Linked DNA regions of Mus musculus: region 1 is linked to region 2. Evidence: chromatin contacts called from public Hi-C data. All regions are on one chromosome and are shown on one strand. Each heading gives the region's core, a stretch centred on a gene start, on an enhancer-like site or on the middle of the called end of the contact. The rest is flanking DNA. Distances are from core to core; before and after follow the strand shown. Region 1 has its middle 33 kb from the start of Gm35333. Region 2 has its middle 12 kb from the start of Gm19866.

Region 1 (2,700 bases), core at 3-2,502, 540 kb after region 2:
TACTTTCACCCTGACCTAGTGAGGGTCATGACCTGCACAGCCCCACCCACAGTGGCCCGGTTTGTCTGGTGTATAGAGATCCTGCTCAGGGTGGTTTTATCTCCCCTCCTAGGCCTCAGGCCTCTGGGACTTGCTGGCAAATGTGGTTCTTCATTGATTCTTAGGGCTGTGTACTAAGCCTTTGCCTTCTGGGGACCCTGTCATCTATGTGTGGCCTGCAGACTACCAGGGTTCTCTGTGCCCAGCCTGCACCTTCATCTGGCTGCTCAGTCCCCTCTTGAGCTAAGCTGAACTTGGAGAAAGGCAGGCTGCTTTCTTCATGTCATTCAGCACTGACTCTAGTCCCAGACAGTCTGTTTTCCTGAACTTTCCTTCCAAGGAAGTGTGGGAGAAGGTTCTGGAAGGTGGCTACGTAAATACCACTTCAGCCAGTGAAGCCAGGACCCGTCCGGAAGTGTCTTGATTAATTTGTTTTCTGAACAGATCACAAACACTGGCTCTCCTCTGAAGTAATATTTGATGAGTTTCATAACAATCTTTTTACAGTAACAGACAAAACTGACTCATGGGGCAATAAAATTGGGCTCTCTCGCTTCCCTTGGCATAGGAAACCATTGCCAGAAGTCAATTTTTTTTAATTACCTCTCTTTTGGTGCTGTTTTTTAGCCAAGAAAATAATCAGAAAGAGAGCACTGTGGCAGTTGATGAGCAGAGGTAGTGGGTTTCTGTCCGTGGGCCGGGTGGGCCTCTGTCTGTGGGCTGTGTGGGCCTCTGGAGCAGGCTGTACAGCAGCCTGAGCTGACCTCAGCTGCCCTTTCTCAGAGCCAAAAAGAATGCCTTCTAAGCAAAGGGAACCCCTCTCTTGGGATTATAAATGACACCTTTCATTTGGTCATCTTTGATAGTTTCTGTGTTAAATGATTTTAATGTGGAAAACTCTGGGGTAAGCCAGCCAACTCCATGATGTCTCTGTGAAAACTTTTCAATCAGGAGACAAATTTGACTTGTCAAATTTGATATGTCAAAAAAAAAAAAAAAAAAAAAAAACCTACGAGAGGTACCTGGAGGGTAAGAGGACTGGCTGCTCCTCCAGAGGACCGGAGTTCGACTCCCAGCACTGTTAAGGTGGCTCCGAAGTGTCTATAACTCCAGTTCTAGGAAATTCAACATCTTCTGCAAGCTTCCACGGGCACTGCACATGCTGCACAGACATGTGTCAGACCAAACACCCACGCACCTAAAATGCAAGGCTTGAAAACAGCTGCAAAAGGAAGAACAAAAGAGAAGCAGCTCCATTAGGCAGCCCAAGACATGCTCTGAGATGTAAGTGTAAGACCTTTTCCTGCTGAGGAGTAGCTTGGCTCCCTCATCACATCAGCTGGCCCAGAGGGCTGCGTCCCTCCATGCAGCCAGCCCACTAGACTGCTGTTACAGCCCCTGTGTAAAAAACAAAACAAAACAAAACCAAAAAACAAAACAAAAAACAGCCAAAGCCACAGACAGGATCCACTGGCTAAACTTTTGGCTACATTGTATTGCTTCCTCTTTCAGCCACTCACTCACTCATTGATTCATTCATTCATTGATTCATTCATTCATTGATTCATTCATTCATTGCCGGCTTGGAGACTTGTGGGCCAGATGACCGGAAGCATAGAGAATTTATTAGTAAGCTACTTTTGTGCCTTGAACACGATTTTCCATTTTATCTTTGTTGTATCTTTGCTGTGGAAATGGCTCCACCCAGTGGTGTCCCCAAGGAATTACATGTCACATTCGTCATAATTTAACTGTCCCCGCTTTAGGCAGACAGACGTGAGTTACTAAATATTTCATAGCATTAAAGTAATTGATTTGTATGAAAATTTATTATCACCGAGATTCTCTCCCCCAACCCAAACTCCATTAGAGTCTTCGATAAACATCATGATGTCTCTCTTAACAGGGAAGAGTCAATATTGAGTTAAAGCAGCGGTTCTCAACCACTTTGGCAAACCTCTTATCTCCAAAAATACTTGCATCACAATTAATAACAGTAGAAAAATTACAGTTATGAAATAGCAACTAAAATAATTGTATGGTTGTGGGTCACCACAACATGAGGGGCTCCGTTAAAGTCATTAAAGTGTCGCAGCATCAAGAAGGTTGGGAGCCAAAGTTATAGGAAGAAAAGTCAAAGCCAGGTTTCTATCATTTAAACTGAAGTGTATTCACCTCCTAGAAGTGTGTGTGTGTGTGTGAGAGAGAGAGAGAGAGAGGGAGAGAGAGAGAGAGACTCTGAGATCTAATTTATTTTTACTAATCTATTCTTTGACAATTTGATACGTGTGTATAATGCATTCTGTTCACACTCATTCCTTCACTCTTTCTTACCCTCCTCCTATTCCACCAAGCCCCATCCCTCTTGTTTCTGTTTTGTGATCCACCAGCTCTAGTGACCGCCATTAGCTTGGGCTAGAGTGTGGAGAGTCCATTGAATTGTGGATAACGCAGAAGTGGCTACATCACTGAAGAAAATTATTTCCCCCCCCCCGCCCCCCACCGCAGTCATCCACCACCATTCACCCCCTGGGCGGAGGGGATCCTATGAAACTCTTTCCCATCTATGGCTGAATGTTTTGGGGGCTCAGACTTGTGCAGACAGCTCTAGCCATTGTGAGTTCATGAGCGTGGCAGCCATGTCATGCCCTCATGACAGCA
Region 2 (2,700 bases), core at 47-2,546:
GGGAATCAAATCCAGTAAGAAACACCTGCCATCTCCTGCTGAATCACAAGCAAACGCTACACATGCCAACTGGCAGGGAGAGGAAGAGAGGCCTGGGAAGAAATGTCACTGCTGGTGTTACTAAGAAATGAGGCCCTACTGTGGGTCCCTCTCCTCTCCTCTCCTCTCCTCTCCTCTCCTCTCCTCTCCTCTCCTCTCCTCTCCTCTCCTCTCCTCTCCTCTCCTCTCCTCTCCTCTCCTCTCCTCTCCTCTCCTCTCTTCTCCTACATTCTTGTTTACTTCCACTGTCTGTCTGTCTGTCTCTCCCCCGCCCCCCACTAATACTCCCCTGAGCCTCTGAAGTCTGCATGTCTCTGGCTACTTCTCTGTTAGACACTGAATGAGAGAGGCAATCTTACTTTGGGCCACAGCTTCTGTGGATAAAATATGTGCAAGTGTGTATGAAGAGTAGAGATGTATGTGTGTGTGTGTGTGTTTGTCTCTGTGTGTGTTTATATGTGTGTCTGTATGAGTGTCTATGTGTGTGTTTGTATGTGTGTCTCAGTGTGTGTGTGTTTGTCTCTCTATGTGTCTCTCTGTGTGTTTCTATGTATGTCTGTGTGGTGTGTGTTTGTCTCTGTGTATGTTTGTATGTGTGTCTGTGTGTTTTTGTCTCTGTGTGTCTCTCTGTGTGTTTGTATGTATGTCTGTGTGCCTGTCTCTTTGTGTGTTTGTATGTGTGTCTGTGTGTGTGTTTGTATGTGTGTCTCAGTGTGTGTGTGTGTTTGTCTCTCTCCGTGTGTCTCTCTGTGTGTTTGTATGTATGTCTGTGTGTCTGTCTTTTTGTGTGTTTGTATGTGTGTGTGTGCGTGTGCGTGTGCGTGTGTGTGTGTGCATTGAGATTGTCCGGTAGTTATAAATGTTTACTGATCTCAGGAGCATTACTGCCTGAAGAGGGAGTTATAAGCAAGAAGAGAAGCAGGCAGTGCACCACTGTTCACATGTAACAGGATTCCTGCACCCTGTGTTTCTGTTACAACCTCATGGCCCTTGCCAGCCTGTGAATGGGCCTTGCTCAGCAGAGGAGGGAAGGATGCTTGTAGCAGCTGGAGGGGAGCGGGTGCATCCTGGGAATTAGTGCCTTCCTTGGTTTCATGATGGGGCACTCCAACAGTACCCTTGTCCCATCACATCACCCTTGGGCTGAAACAGTGAATCCCCGATCCTGCTTCTCCAGATGGACAGACACGGCATCTGTGCCCTCGCTCGTCTCGCTGCTGGCTGCTCGCTCTTGTGGCTCTGTGCCAGCCTTCCTTGCCCTCCTGGCCAGTAGGCCAGCCCTCGGGGCTACACTGGCTGGCCTGCTGCAGACAGAGGAGCTCTGTAAATGCAGTCCCCAGTGGGCAGCTGCATGTTTTTCTATAGAGAGAAGCTGTCATGAGGAGACCAGGAGGGCGAGGGGGTGGCACCTGAATATTTCCTTTCTCCCCACCTCCGTTTCCTTGAGCAAGGCTTCCACTGTGCCCATGATTCCCTTGTCCTGGTGAAGGCAGTTTGACAGCTCCATAAATTACACTGAGACACCACTGCTAATAGGCAGAGACTGTACCGGACCACCCAGGAGTAGCCTGGGCCCTCTAGGCCTGCACGTAGATACAGTAATGCAAATTGCTTAACCCTTTGTCACTCCTGGCAGCAAGCAGAACAAAGGGGCTTCGTAAAGTCCCCTTTCCCAACAGCCTGGGTCCAGGTCTCCATTCTCCTTATAGCCCAGACAACCCACACCTCCCTTCTTTCCTTGCCCTCCCCCCAAATGTCAGCAGAGACTTGTGCAGAGCTTGGGCACAGAAAGGTGATCTCTGGGGATGTAGGACTGTCATTGCCATAGGTAGAATGTGGGCTGGGCCCTTGATGAGGAAGAGGACCAGCAGGTATGCAGAGGAGCTGCCACAAATCTTGGTCTGTGGGAGAGGAGCCACCATGCAGCCCGTCTAAGCTTCTACAAGGCATCATGACTGACAGTTAAGGTCTCTGTTCTCATGAAGGAAGAGAAGGGGAGTCCTTGATGGAGAGAGGGAGAGAGGGAGAGAGGGAGAGAGGGAGAGAGGGAGAGAGGGAGAGAGGGAGAGAAGCCAAGCCTCCTTTCTTTGCCTGGTGGGAAACCTCAACTCAGGTTTCCTCCTTCATTAGTGACTGACTATCAGTTGAGGAATTAGCATCACTAGAGGTCAAGGATACCTGATACCCTGATACCCATGGTCCTTTATAGCCTGGTGGGAAGAAGCCTTGTGCCAGCTGAACCCATTACTGACCTGTCCCGTTAACTATACCTGCGCCCTTGACCACTTCCTGGCACAGCCCTGGCCTGTTGTCTATACCTGATCCTTTGTCCACTCTCTGAGCACACATACTTTCTACATCAGTCCAAGACTTTCTGACTTTGTGAACATCTATGTGTCTGCTCCTCTCCAGCCTCTCAGTGCTTGGTAAAGGAAGCCTTCCTAAATCTCTGTGTCTGGCATTGACACAAAACTGGACTGGGCACTTCCTGATGCCCTTTCTGGATTCTTTTTCCCTCCTAGCTCTTGATCATTTCCCAATACGTCAGTCACCTCCTCCTTGGTTGTTTCCTCTGCATCTCCCCTTGAGAGTGAAGGCAGCTCAGCCATTTGCTTTCAGAACTGTTCTAGTTGCCTGTGATATGTTTTCCACAAGGGAGGC

Evidence for each region. A called contact is a pair of places that touch in the nucleus more often than the background predicts.
Region 1: a contact with region 2 is called in a Hi-C map of muscle stem cells, with 2.7 times the contacts expected there. The contact joins two enhancer-like sites. A contact is called at or near these places in 1 of 15 datasets of contacts at CTCF or cohesin (the NIH/3T3 cell line), 6 of 484 Hi-C or Micro-C datasets (the HL-1 cell line, embryonic fibroblasts, embryonic stem cells and 2 more) and 5 of 115 datasets of contacts at active chromatin or transcription factors (embryonic basal ganglia, embryonic forebrain, embryonic hindbrain and 2 more).

Annotation. Positions count from the first base shown.
Region 1 is chr13:60,466,654-60,469,353 of GRCm38.p6, forward strand. No RefSeq gene overlaps it. Among named protein-coding and RNA genes, the nearest start is that of Gm35333, 33 kb to the left of the region's middle. Within about 2 kb of position 1,253, at least 57 of the 459 cell types and tissues checked have an H3K27ac peak or open chromatin away from gene starts, as enhancers often do. A contact at or near this core is called in muscle stem cells, where this site is marked.
Region 2 is chr13:59,926,420-59,929,119 of GRCm38.p6, forward strand. No RefSeq gene overlaps it. Among named protein-coding and RNA genes, the nearest start is that of Gm19866, 12 kb to the left of the region's middle. Within about 2 kb of position 1,297, at least 50 of the 459 cell types and tissues checked have an H3K27ac peak or open chromatin away from gene starts, as enhancers often do. A contact at or near this core is called in muscle stem cells, where this site is marked.